Regions from separate parts of the Mus musculus genome. Here region 2 is linked to region 1. The links are chromatin contacts, called in public Hi-C maps. All regions are on one chromosome and are shown on one strand. The core of a region is the stretch at or near the end of the contact, and the rest is flanking DNA. Distances in the headings are between cores, read along the strand shown. Region 1 overlaps Manba (mannosidase, beta A, lysosomal). Region 2 has its middle 27 kb from the start of Nfkb1.

Region 1 (6,661 bases), core at 1,512-4,011:
GAGAATCAACTCATTTGGAAATTATAATTTGTGCTCTTGATTTTATGGCAAAGCTCTGACAGCCACATCATAGGACTGGATCACTCAAAGAAATTATTACAGCTAATGTCAAACTGATACTCCTGAAATTTGATGGCCTTAAGGTTAAGGGTGTATAGTTTCCTGTGGAATCTTTACTTTGTTAGTTCTTAACTGATGACAAAGAGACTTACATGGGTTAATGTTTTAAAAATCTTTTGTTGTCTCTTAGTGAATGGCAGAAGGTAAAGTTGATCTTTGATGGAGTTGACACGGTTGCAGAAATCCTGTTCAACAATGTCACCATTGGGAAGACAGACAACATGTTCACTGGATACGTGAGTACAGGGCTCCAGACTCACAAGAGCTGGCCTTTATGTTCGTGAACCGGGAAGGATCGTTGTGTAATTTGCCATACGTCAAGGTCAAGGCCTTTGAAACACTGGTAAATGACCGGGCTTCTCAGGTGCCCCGTTTGAAGGCTGTTAGGGGCAGTGCCAGTCCCATGGTGGTTCTGTGGGCCTCGAGGAAGGAAATTACAGCTCCAGCTTGGCTGTTCACTCCTCAGTGGTCTGGTGATCCAAGTCCGTGGGAAATGACAAGTGACAGACAATTTTAAAAGGAAATCTGTTCTGAAATTGTGCTTCCCTTCTGTTTCAAGGGTGTGCTTTGGAAAGCAAAACTCACTGATGACTTAGAAATACACACCGTGTGTTTCAGTGGGTCAGGTTGTTATATAGTGTCTAGGAATCTTTGGCAGCTCAAGGCCATGTGTACAGGTCGTTCCAGGGATGAAGATACTTTCTGTTCTGCATAGTTCTCTAGGGCCGTATTCCTGTAAAAATAGGAGAAGCCTAGGAATCTGTGCTTGGACAGGAGATTGGAGGTGTAACTAAAGGCGTCCATTAAGTTCTCTTTCAGAGGGATTCCTTCTGTTAATGAAACTAGCTCTAGACATGGCTGTAGTGTGTATCTTTCATGTAGTCTACCTTTATCTAAAATGTTATACACAAGACTAGGTCTTCCTAATGGAGCTGTGTTTCCTTCCTCTGTCCTGCAGAGCTTTGACGTCACCAACGTAGTCAAAGACGTGAACTCCTTAAAGCTGCAGTTCCGGTCAGCAGTGCAGTATGCAGAGTGTCAGAGCAAGGCTCACACTAGCTACCGGGTGCCCCCAGAGTGCCCCCCGGTGGAGCAGAAGGGTGAATGTCACGTCAACTTCATCCGAAAGGTAATGAATGTTCGTTCGCTCAAGTGTGTGTGGGCTGCAGCGTTGTGGCTGGCAGACTTGAAGGCTTGAAAACAAGATTTTCTGAATTTTTGTGGTGGATTCTCATTCTTCTAGGTTTTCTTCCTGGAGCGTGTTTTAGAATTTAGGTTCACACACACACACACACACACACACACACACTGTGGATAACAGAACTTGATGTTATATCCTAGGTTAGCCTAGAACTTACTATGTTGTTAAAAGCGGCGGTCTCCTGCTTTAGCCTCCCAAGCCTTGGGATTACTTATATGAACAACTGCTAATAATAATATTATTAATAATATGGGGAGCTGCTAATAGGACTTTATAAATTATTATATTTTTTTCGGGCAGGGACTCCTCTAGCCCTGGTGGGTTTCAAACTTGCTATGTATCCAAGGATGACCTCCAATTTCCAATCCATCCCCCACCTCTCTACAGAGTGCTGAGTTTAAGGTATGCACAATCTTGCTTGCTTTTATAAGGCCCTAAGGATGAAACCCAAGGCTCTGTGCATGTTAGGCAGAGCCCTGAGATAATTCTTCCAACTGCGTGACAGTCCCATCTCTATAAGTTATTTTATAGCATTGATATTTATCAAAGCTGTTACCAGTCGTGAAAACTTACTAGTGAGTCTTGTGACTAGCAACCTGCTTGAAAGAAATATATTTTCAGCTGGGTGTGGTGGTGCACACTTTAGCTCTAGTACTTGGGAGGCACAGGCAGGTAGATCTCTGTGAGTTGGAGACCAGCCTGATCTGCAGAGTGAGTTCCAGGACAGCCAGAACTACATAGAGAAACATCCTATCACCCCCACTCCCAACCACCAAACAAACAAACAAAAAAAAAAAAAAAGAAAAAAAGAAAAAATTTTTTCCTGAGATATTCTCATATTTTACTGCTAGAACCTTAAAATATAGAATGGGAAGGTATGATCCACAGATGATTTTTCTTTGAGGCTTATTCTGTTCTACGGTACTTGAACATATACTAATGCATGATTATTGTATTATAACTGTATGTAACATTTAGGTTTGGTTGGTTGGTTTCTGTTTCTGTTTCTGTTTTTTGAGACAGTGGCTCACTATGTAGCCCCGGCTAGCCTAGAACTCATCATATAGACCAGGCTGGCTTTGAACTCACAGGGATCTTCCTGCCTCTGATTCCAAAGTTCTGGAAGACATTTTAGCTTTTAAGAAGAAAATGTTACTCTTCTTCTCCCCTGCCTTCCCCCGCCCCGCCTCCCCGCCCCCGCCCCCTTCTCGGACTGGTCCTGCTTGCAAATGTTACTTTCTTCATCAAGTGTTTGACCCTTCTAAAGTCTCTACATCTCTGCTTCCTCCTCTGCTCAGCACATTAGTCGCCTCTATCTTTTCTACTTCCCTCCTCCCTTCTTGTCCGTCACTTCTCATCACCATGGTAACACGCTGAGTTGTACAGATTGGGGGTTGGCGGAGCATCTCTTTTGATTTTCAGTTTCAAAGGTACTCAGTCCTTGCTCTCTGGCTCTGCGCCTGTGGTGAGGTGGAACAGCAAGGTAGAAGGGAGTGCGGGACAAAGCTGCTTACCTCGTGGCGCCCCGGAAGCAGAGGGATACGGAGGGAGTGACTGAGATAGGGTGTACCCTCAAGGGCACGCCATCAGTGATCTGTTTACTCCAACTGGATCCCACATTCTAGTTCCTGCCAATTTCCAAGACAACCTTTATTCTTTGCCTCTGGGTCCAGTCACTTCTTGCACAGCACGTTGCCCTAGTCACCTAGCCGGTATTCCCACAACTCCATTTGCCTTCTTTCAAGTAATTATCCACGGAGCAGTTGGCATGGTCTCTTCGGACAAAAATGCCCCCAGCATCCCTATCCTTAAAACAGAAACTGGGACTTCTGCGTCCATATGTACTGAGGTAGGGGCTGATAAGACTAGATATGCTTTTCAAAGTTCATAATTTTTATCTTTCAACAGCTTGGCACCATCAGGAGGCTAATGTCCCAAGCTCCTAGCTCAGTCTTCGCCCCACCTCCTCCCGTTGGAGCAGGCTGCATCCTGATGACATTTGCACAAGCATTTCCTCTGATAGAGGCCTTCCACTTCCTTTCCCTAACTCAAGGTGGAAGAAAGAGGCTTCCTTGCGAGAGATGCCTGACTGTTTGGTCCTGTGTATGAAACCTGGGGCCTTGTGTATAGAAGCAAGCGCTCCCCTGCTGAGCCACATCCTCAGCTTAAAAGTTTTTGTGTTCCAGCGCTGTGCGTTGATGTACCCCAGCCCGAGTCACAGGGCGTCACAGGTACTTTCTGAATCAGTGAACGAACATCCTCGTTGGCTGAGGGAATTAAGTGATCTGAAGCTTGGTGTGGTGTTGAATATTTTGTTCTCTCCTTGCTGCTGTCTTACCTGGGGTTATCATTGCTGCAATGAAACACCGTGACCACAACCATCCTGGGGAGGGAGGGGTTGATTTTACTCACAGTCCCATGTAACAGTTCATCATCAAAAGCAGTGAGGGCAGGAATCCAAGCAGGGTGGGAGGCAGGAGCGGATGCAGAGGCTGTGGAGGGTGCTGCTTATTGGCTTGCTCCTCATGGCTTGCTCAACCTGTTTTTTTGTAGAACCCAGGACCACAAGCCCAGGGATGGAACTGCCCACAATGGGCTGGGCCGGCTCACATAATCACTAATTAAGAAAATGCCCTGCTTTCTTGCCTGTATAGCTCAATCTTTGTTTGTTTGTTTGTTTGTTTTTTAAGACGGGTTTCTCTGTGTAGCCCTGGCTGTCCTGGAACTCACTCTGTAGACCAGGCTGGCCTCGAACTCAGAGATGCACCTGCCTCTGCCTTCCAAGTGCTGGGATTAAAGGCGTGTGCCACCACTGCCTGGCCTGATGAGTCTGTTGCTTTTGTGTACATGATGTCAGGGATAACCACTCAGGGACCCCTTCCTGGGAAAGTGAATCCTCCCTCTCTCCACAGTCACTTGAAGGCGGTTGTCTTTTGCTTAGGGGTAGGACCCTGTGAAAATGTCCCCACTCATTTGGTCTTTCATTGTCCGGGTCTTGTTTAGGGAGCCATATTGTCACTGTTGAGGTTTCATGGGTACGGGGGTCCCAGCAGTCCCAGCAGACTTGCAGATCTTCCGGCTCTTTCAAATTGGCCACCACCTCTTCCTTAATATCTCCTGGGCCCGGGTGCAGGAGCCGTGCTGTGGCTGTCCTCATTGTGCCTGGGAATTCTGGTGATCTCTGTATTTTGACTAGTTGTAGTTTTCTGAGGTGGTCTCTGTCTGCTGCAAAAGACAAGTTTCCTTGGTGAGGGGTGAGAGGCACACTTTCATTTTTCTCTGTAGTAGAAACGTACTTATCTTCTTCTGACATAAATACAAAGTGAAGGAAGCCATTCTTGGGTGAGAGCAGTGCGGCTGGATCCCCAGTACACACACCCACATCCCCTGTACACACACCCACATCCCCTGTACACACACCCACATTGCCGCCCCCCTCCCCCTACACACACTGGCATCCCCTCGCTCAGAGGGCGTCTTTTCCAACTCAACTTTTCAAAGCTGAACTCACAGTGTCATAGATTTTTAATCTTGAAAAATTTTTTATTCTTAAGAAGTAAAGAAAATTTTCTGTTTGATGGGACTTTAAAAAAATTCTGGGTTTTTTTTGTTTGTTTGTTTGTTTTAAGTTAAACTTTCAGATTAGCACACAAAGGTTTCATTTTGGCAGTGTGTACACCAGTGGCTTTCTGGTTTGCACTCCGTGTTCCCTTCCCCACGGGTCTCACTGGATCCCCAGCCTGGCCCTGGCTGGTCCCCTCCCCAACTAGCTGGTCCCCTCCCTTTCTTTTTCTATCACTTGGATTCCATTACTCTTTCTTTTCCTCCCGTTTCCTTGAGAAGTTGATTGTCAGAGAATCATTTCTTGGTAGTTGAATCTGAACCTTTGTAACTTCATAATTGGATTTTTTTTTTTTTTTTTAGTGTCCTGGTTCTCAGACAGGTAGTTGGCAGACAAGATCATGTCTCTCAGATAGCTACTCCAGTCAGAGTCTGAAGTCTGAAGTGATTGTTTGTGGGTTTATGTGTATCTCTCTCTCTCTCTGTCTCTCTCTCTGCGTCTTTCTCTCTGTCTCTGTCTCTCTCTGTGCACCTGGTACTCTTTTTTTTTTTTCCTTTCAGTATAACCTTGGCTATCTTGGAACTCATTATGTGCCCCAGACTGGCCTAGAACTTGCAGACCTTCATTTCTGCCTCTTGAGTGCTAGGATTAAAGGCAAATGCCACCATCGGTTTGTATTTGGTACTCCTAAACGAGGACTTTTGAGTTCATACTTAATGAGGTAGGGAATAAGGCTAGTTTTTTTTTTTTTACATGTTAATAATATCTTTATCTTTCAATGAGCCTACTCATTCATCGAGTTGTCATGTTTAATACAGGAGTGGTTAGGCATCGCAGTGTTTTGGAGAACTTCAGAGAGAGAGAGAGAGAGAGAGAGAGAGAGAGAGAGTAAACATTTGCAGGGTGTGGTGGCCACTGCTTGTAGTCCTGAAAGCCCAGGACTAGGGGTAGCCTTGGTTTCATAGTGACAATTGAAAAGCAAAACACAAAACAAACAAGCAAACAATAAATAGCAGTGCTCTGACATAGTAGGTTTTTGAAGAATGAATGTGAAACAAGGCATAACTAGATTTTCTGTTCTTCTTGATAAATTTAACCATGGCACTAAAGTGGGCATTTTTGGTTATAATAATCATAATAGCCATCACCATCTGTATAGCAAATGACAGTAATAATAATGTACAGCAAACTAAGTCTGCATTTCTCAGCCTACGTACAGTTTGGTTGGGCACCTGTCGCTCGGGGCGTTTTAATCAAGCCATCACCTCAGCCTGACTGGGGCTGACAAGAGCTCTGAGCTCACCATGGCTGTTGAGAAATTTTAGATCTATTGTCCAAGTCTCTCACTCAGGCCTCCCACAGCGCTGCTCCAGGACACAGCAGCTGGCTCCTCTCTTGGCCAAGAGAGAGCACGGGACAGGGCCCCAAGCAGAAGGGGCCCTTCTTCTATAATCTAATTTTGGAAATGACATCACCTCTGCCATATTCTATTCATAGGAAGTGGCTCTCTTTATCTAGCACATGCGCAAGGTTGGTGAGCACAAGAGAGCACGGACGCCAGAAGGGAGACTCTGAGCTCATGCACACACACACACACACACACACACACACACACACACACATGCTTGACACCCAAACACAATTAGTTAGGGGCTGAACTGTGTTCCCCAAACTTACACGTTGAAGTTGCAACACTCCCTCTACTCAAGTGTTTTAGAATGTAACTGTGACTGGATTTGGAGTCCTGATCAAGGTGACTAAGTTAAGCAAGGTGTTTA
Region 2 (7,080 bases), core at 3,445-5,944, 210 kb after region 1:
CTTCTTTAATGTCTGAGTCTTCAGTTTAACATATGAAATGGTGTTTGAACTTATGCATGGATACAGACATTGTGGTAAGCATATATGTACTTTGTATAAGGTATTGACCAGAGTCTAGATCAGAGACCAGCATCTGTAGCCTCAGCAAGGAGTGTGTGAGGAATGTTGAATTCCCTATTGCTGTTTAGCTAAACTGATACAGCACCAAACACCCCCTAAATATTTAAGCTCATCCCGTAAACAAATGCTACTTTTAGCCTTAATTGGAGATGCTTCTCTTTGCAATGAACAGTGGTGAATATAGAAACTCACGGCTGCTCAGGATGCTGAGACTAAATGATCATTCAGGGCTCCACGGTAAGCAAGACACGTGTGTCATGTCTGCTAGGGAGTGACGCAGAGGAAAGGGAGGATGGCTTAAGGATAAGGAAGAGGGCAGTGAAGAAATGTCTTTTGGCCATGACACAACTTTACAACCACCAACTCACAGTATTTGTGTTTCCTTTCACTAGGCCTACAGGAGACTGCACCTGTCACCAGTCAACTATGAATGGGGACCAGCTCACTGGCACCATCTTTACAACCACCAACTCACAGTATTTGTGTTTCCTTTCACTAGGCCTACAGGAGACTGCACCTGTCACCAGTCAACTATGAATGGGGACCAGCTCACTGGCACCATCTTTCTCTGCTAGACTATTGGCTACTGATGGATGTTGGGAGAGGGGAGGCCTATCCTGCATTTGTGTACCCACTGATGAGCATAACCAGGCTCTGATGGGCCCATTGTCACACAGACAACTGTGGTTAAACTTAGTGGGTCACAAAAAAAAAACAAAAACAAAATGAAAAGACAGGAATATGAGAAACAAACTTGTAGGGAGGAGTTGGGTACGTGTTGACAGAGATCAGGAGGGAGGTAATAGCGGATGTGGAATGAGATGAAGCAGATTGTATTAGATACATGTATGACATTCTCAAAAAATTATATATATATAATTTACATGTGTTATATACTATACATAATGTATTACACAAGAAATAACACATATATCATAATATATAAATATACATTATGCACATTATATAATGTATATATTTATTCTTTATATGTAATGTTTATGTATAACACATACATTATAAGTATTATTGTATGTTATGTATTATATTTATATATCTATGTAATTATATATCAATATAATATTATAACACATATAATAATATAAAATATATAATTATATATTGTAGAATTCTATAGTATAATATGTTATTATAATAATGTAATATACAATCCTTGTTATATATAAACTATATATTATAATTATATTTTATCTACTTATATTACATTTTCATGATGTATCAATATATTAATATCAATTATATTGATATATTAGCATAATATCATTGCACTAATATATTAATGTTATATATTAATACACTCTATAATGACATATATTTTTATATATACATATATTAATATAACATATACATATAAGTACGTTATATGATAATTATATATTTTTTCTTTTATTAGATATTTTCTTTATTTACATTTCAAATGTTATCCCCTTCCCCAGTTTCCTCCCTTTTTCTGAAAACCCCTTACCCCATCCTCTCTCCCTCTGTTTCTATGTCGGTGTTTCTCTACCCACCCACTCCCACATCCCTGCCCTCTATTTCCCTACACTGGGGCATCTATCGAGCCTTCATCGGACCAAGGACCTCTCCTTCCATTGATGCATGACAAGGCCATCCTCTGCAACATATGCAGCTGGAGTCATGTGTACTCCTTTGTTGATGGCTTAGTCCCTGGGAGCTCTGTGGGGGGGGGGGGTCTGGTTGGTTGATATTGTTGTTTTTCCTATGGGGTTGCAAACCCTTTCAACTCCTTCAGTCCTTTCTTTAACTCCTCTATTGGGGACCCTTGTGCTCAGTCCAGTGGTTGGCTGCGAGTATCCACCTCTGTATTTGTCAGGCTCTGGCAGGGCCTCTCAGGAGACAGCTATATCAGGCTCCTGTCAGCAAGCACTTCTTGGCATCTACAATAGTGTCTGGTATACGGGATGAATCCCCATGTGGGACAGTCTATGGATGGCCTTTCCTTTAGTCTCTGCTCTATACTTTGTCTCCATATTTGCTCCTGTGAGTATTTTGTTCTCCTTCTAAGAAGGACCGAAACATCCACCCTTTGGTCTTCCTTTTTATTGAGCTTCATGTGGTCTGTGAATTGTATCTTGGTTATTTGGAGCTTTTGGGCTAATATCCACTTATCAGTGAGTGCATACCATGTGTGTTCTTTTGCAATTGGGTTACCTCACTCAGGATGATATTTTCTAGTTCTATCCATTTGCCTAAGAATTTCATGAATTCATCATTTTTAATAGCTGAGTAGTATCCCATTGTGTAAATGTACCACATTTTCTGTATCTATTCTTCGTTTGAGAGGTATCTGGGTTCTTTCCAGCTCCTGGCTATTATAAATAAGGCTGCTATGAACATAGTGGAGCATGTGTCCTTCTTACCGGTTGGAACATCTTCTGGATATATGCCCAGGAGTTGTATAGCTGGGTCCTCAGGTAGTACTATGTCCAATTTTATGAGGAACCGCCAGACTGATTTCCAGAGTTGTACCAGCTTGCAATCCCACCAGCCGTGGAGGAGTGTTCCTCTTTCTTCACATCCTCACTAGCATCTGCTATCACTTGAGTTTTTGATTTTAGCCATTCTGACTGGTATGAGGTGGAATCTCAGGGTTGTTTTGATTTGTATTTCCCTGATGACTAAGGATGTTGAACATTTCTTTAGGTGCTTCTCGGCCATTTAATATTCCTCAGTTGAGAATTCTTTGTTTAGCCCTGTACCCCATTTTTAATAGGGTTATTTGATTCTCTGGAGTCTAACCTCTTGAGTTCTTTGCATATACTGGATATTAGCCCTCTATTGGATGGATGATTGGTAAAGATCTTTTCCCAATTTATTGGTTGCCTTTCTGTCCTATTGACAGTGTCCTTTGCCTTACAGAAGCTTTGCAATTTTATGAGGTCCCATTTGTTGATTCTCCATCTTACAGCACAAGCCATTGCTATTCTGTTCAGGAATTTTTCCCCTGTGCCCATATGTTTGAGGCTCTTCCCCACTTTCTCCCCTTGCGTACACATCCGTGACTGGGAGGTACAGTCTTAAGTTAGCTTAGGCACCACTGTTATTTCCACACCGCCCTGGGACCTGTTGTCTGAGATTTGTTTCTCTGAGTGAAGTTATTCTATGGCCGACCACACTTGGTGCTACTTTCTGATTAAGCTTATGCAAAACCAGAGTTTTTCGCATCCTGGTTTCCTTTTTTTCTATTCTAAGCATTGCTCAAGCTTAAACACTATGTGAATTCCCATTCCCGAGCTGTGAATCAGGGGGCTTTTTTTTATATGAGAAACTCCCCTTAAGGACAATTTGATTGGGATTTTAAAAAGAGGCTCCACCCAACAGCCAAAGGAAAGAGATACCAAGACTTACACCCAAACGTTAGATGGAGTTGGGGGAAAGATTGAGGGACCTGAAGAGGACAGGGACTCCACAGAAAGATCAACAGGGCCAACTAACCTGGACCCTTGGGGGCTTTCGGAAACAGAATCACCAACCAGAGAGCGAGGACAGGCTGGACCTAGGCATCCTGGCACATATGTAGCAGATGAGCAACTTGATCTTTATGAGGGTCCCCCAAACACTTGCAGCAGGGGGACCTGTCCCTGAGTCTGTTGCATGTCTGCCTGTGGATTCCACACACCTTATCTGGCCTCAGTGGGAGAGGATGTGCCAAGTCCTGAAGCAACTTCATGTGTGTGTGGGAGGGGTTGACACAGGGTATGAGGGAGGGGCTCCCCCTTCTCTCAAAAGAGAAGCAGAAGGGGAACGGGGTAGACTTGGGTGAGGGGGTACTGGGAGGATAGGAAGGGCTGGTATAGGGTTGTAAAGGGAATAAATAAATAAATTTTAAAAATAATTGGTTGGTTATTCAAATGTTGCATATGCTGCTTTCTTATTTAAAAGAATGCAGTTTGGCATGTGCGCCCCGGACTGCCTTTAAGAAAGACTTCCTGCCACTTTGTAACCACTGGCGAAAGAGAAAGTAATTACCTGGTGTCAGTCAGTTCTGTCTTAAAAGAAATGTTTTTCTGAGACCAATCTAGTGTAAATTTATGGAAGGGACTGGATCTCTCCCTCATTTGTTTATTTATCTAATCTGTCTGTCTGTCTATAAAGTAGGTATCTTCCAGGTCACCTTCAGCAAACAGTCACTTTGGCCACATCCTCCCCTGCAGATGAGCCCAGCTCTGCCTCCTTAGAGAGGAGACGGCAAGAAAAGAAAACACACTGGCCTCCCAGAGCAGTCTTAACTGGTACTCACCACTGTGTGTAGAAATTGCTAGAAGGGTGTGAATGAAGTGGTGAAGACTTGGACTTTGGATTTACACAAACATAGCTGGATGTCACGGCTATAGATCATTTAGATGGTTTTCTAAGTTAATAGTGACACTATTCAGGTAGCAGTTCAATGAGGAGTCAGTTCTGCTCTGGAGCCTGAGAGCTCCCTAAGCACAAAGACTTATCTTGAAGGAGCACAGCCGCCTGGCGTAGAAGAGCACCAGCCCACAGAATCTATCCCACAGAAGCCTGCTGTTATCTTTCTGATCACTTATTTACTGTTTCACTGTTTCCTTTCTCATGAGAACGGACCTAGCACGGATGATTCAGTGTTCCCACTGTCTACATGCCTGCGCCTGGCATGGTGACTTGCAGGTGGTAAATGCTCCATGCAGGTATGTGCCCGGATAAAATAGTGTCTGGTTAGCAGCTCAGCAAGCAAGCCACACTCTTGATCTCTACACTTCATCCTCTGAGTACCCTTGTACTGTAATAACAACCAACAGTGCCAGAAGTGCTCCGAGGGCTCTCCTCTGTAAACACATCTGATGGCTTTTTACCACCGGGCAATGTTTGTTTTTTGTTTGTATGCTAATGCTTATTTTTGCGTGTATTGTACACATGTGTGGGCATGCAGACCATGGATGGAGGCCACAGGTTGATGCCACCTGCCTTCCTCCATCACTTCTCCATCTTAGTTTTGAGACAGGCTCTCTCCAGAACTCATCAATGTGGCTTGGGTGGCTTGCTGATGATAGGTTTCTGCCTACCAGCACTTGTGTTCCAGATGTATGCTGCCATGCCTGGCCTTTTAAAGTAGGTTTTCATAATATAGGTTCTGGGGATCCAAGTTCAGATCCTCATGTTGACACAGCAAGCACTTTACTGAAAACCTTTTTTCTGCTTCTCTTTTAATTAGCATAGGAAGTAATATTCACTATATTCATATTCGTTATGACATTTTCATTATAATATGTTTTACTTTCGGTCTCCCTGGCTTGTCCCTTTCAACCTTTATGTCATACGTGTCTTAACACCCTCCTTCCCTTCCTAAACCCTCTTCTTCCCCTTTCATGGTTCCCTTTCTAGTTTCATGACAATAGTCATATTCAAACACATACATGAATATACACACAGCATACCAAAGTTAAAGACTAGGCTCTACATCAGAGAGAGTATGTCTTAATATTTGTCTTTCTGACTCTGTTACCTGGATTAACATCATATTTTACAGAACCATCCATTTTCCTACAAATTCCATTCATTTTTCTTTATGACTAAAAAAAAATCATACTGCATACAAGCACCATATTTCCCATTGTATATTTATCTGTGGATGGACATCTAATCTAGGCCCTTGTATGTCCTTGCTGCTGTGACTAGCACAAAAGTAAACATGAATGTGCAAGTATTTCTGTGGTATGCTGACTTACAGTCTTCTGGGCATAGATATTATGAGTGAGTGGGATAGCTGCCTCATGTGGTAGTTCTATTATTAATTGTTTGAGAAACCACCATGCTGATTTCCATAGTGACTGAACTAGTTTACATTACCACCAACAGGGAATAAGAATTCCTCTTTTCACATAGCTTCACGGGCAACCATCTGATGCTTGAAAAGTAGACTTTACTGTTTGAATTTTCAGTTGCAGATGAGGGATCCAAGGCACAAAAGGCGAAGCTGTTCCAGGTAGAGCCATAGAGTCAAGCTAGACTGTGAACTCCAGTATGTAGGTTCCTCAGCATCGGGGGTGGAGTTGCTCAACATTTCCCCACATTGTGGGTGAAGGACTTAAGATGTAAGCGGATTTCCCACAATCAAAGCTTATTAGATAGACAAGGATTCGACTGGGCCAGAGACATCCATCTACAAGCTAGGTTCTTCCCACTCTATGCCAGTGCCGAGGTATAACATTGTGACCCCAGAGACAGAGTTCCAAGAAAAGCCAAGACTGTGTCAATGGCCCCAAAGGTCAAGAACATTCATCATCAGAGAGGCAAAGGGGAAAAAGGAACTCCCTGCCTGTCTACAACGTCCTTCTAGGTACAAACCTGTAATGTCAGCTGTGGCTCTGGTAAGTACATCTTAAGAGAAATGTGTCGAGACGTTGGGGGAAGCCTGACAATTACAGGGAAAAGGGATGTCAGAGAAAAGGGCGCCTTACCAAATGAGTGTGCATTTGTCTAAGGAGACAATAAATGACAATGAGTGTGAATTTATCTGACATTTAATAACTGTAAAGTGTGGACTTGACTTTTAAAGCACCCCCAAACTTCTGGGTGTGGTGGCATACGCTTATAATCTCAGTGGAGGATGGCAAAGGCAGAACTCTGTGAGTTCTGGGCCAGCCTGGTTCACATGGTGAAGAGCAGCTCGCCAAACCTATATATAGAGGGAGACTCTGTCAAAAAAAAAAAAAATCAAGATTCTAAACCAACAAAAACAACAATAACAACAACAACAACAACAAACCAAAGCAAACTAACTTCCAATTATCACTGAAAGTTACATATTTACGCTGCAGAGCTAAGGATAAATAAAATTAGAGACATTGAACTATAAAGTAGTGGAAGTTCCCAGACCAATTGGATGAATATATGTGCAAGATTTTAAGGGCTATGATAAGTCACTGGGCACACAACTGTAATGTGTCACTAGGA

The links. A called contact is a pair of places that touch in the nucleus more often than the background predicts.
Region 2: a contact with region 1 is called in a Hi-C map of Th1 cells, with 4 times the contacts expected there. The contact joins two enhancer-like sites. A contact is called at or near these places in 4 of 39 promoter capture datasets (the C10 cell line, the HPC-7 cell line, liver and 1 more), 28 of 484 Hi-C or Micro-C datasets (B cells, the Ba/F3 cell line, the C10 cell line and 16 more), 6 of 115 datasets of contacts at active chromatin or transcription factors (bone marrow-derived macrophages, embryonic stem cells, fetal liver and 1 more) and 3 of 9 other capture datasets (adipose tissue, embryonic stem cells and liver).

Annotation. Positions count from the first base shown.
Region 1 is chr3:135,510,725-135,517,385 of GRCm38.p6, forward strand. Manba (mannosidase, beta A, lysosomal) reads left to right here. Exons shown (of 17, transcript NM_027288.3): 3 at 251-356; 4 at 1,079-1,249. Among named protein-coding and RNA genes, the nearest start is that of Manba, 28 kb to the left of the region's middle. Within about 2 kb of position 2,762, at least 43 of the 459 cell types and tissues checked have an H3K27ac peak or open chromatin away from gene starts, as enhancers often do. A contact at or near this core is called in CD8 T cells, CD8 central memory T cells, Th1 cells and 1 more, where this site is marked.
Region 2 is chr3:135,714,672-135,721,751 of GRCm38.p6, forward strand. No RefSeq gene overlaps it. Among named protein-coding and RNA genes, the nearest start is that of Nfkb1, 27 kb to the left of the region's middle. Within about 2 kb of position 4,695, at least 94 of the 459 cell types and tissues checked have an H3K27ac peak or open chromatin away from gene starts, as enhancers often do. A contact at or near this core is called in CD8 T cells, CD8 central memory T cells, Th1 cells and 1 more, where this site is marked.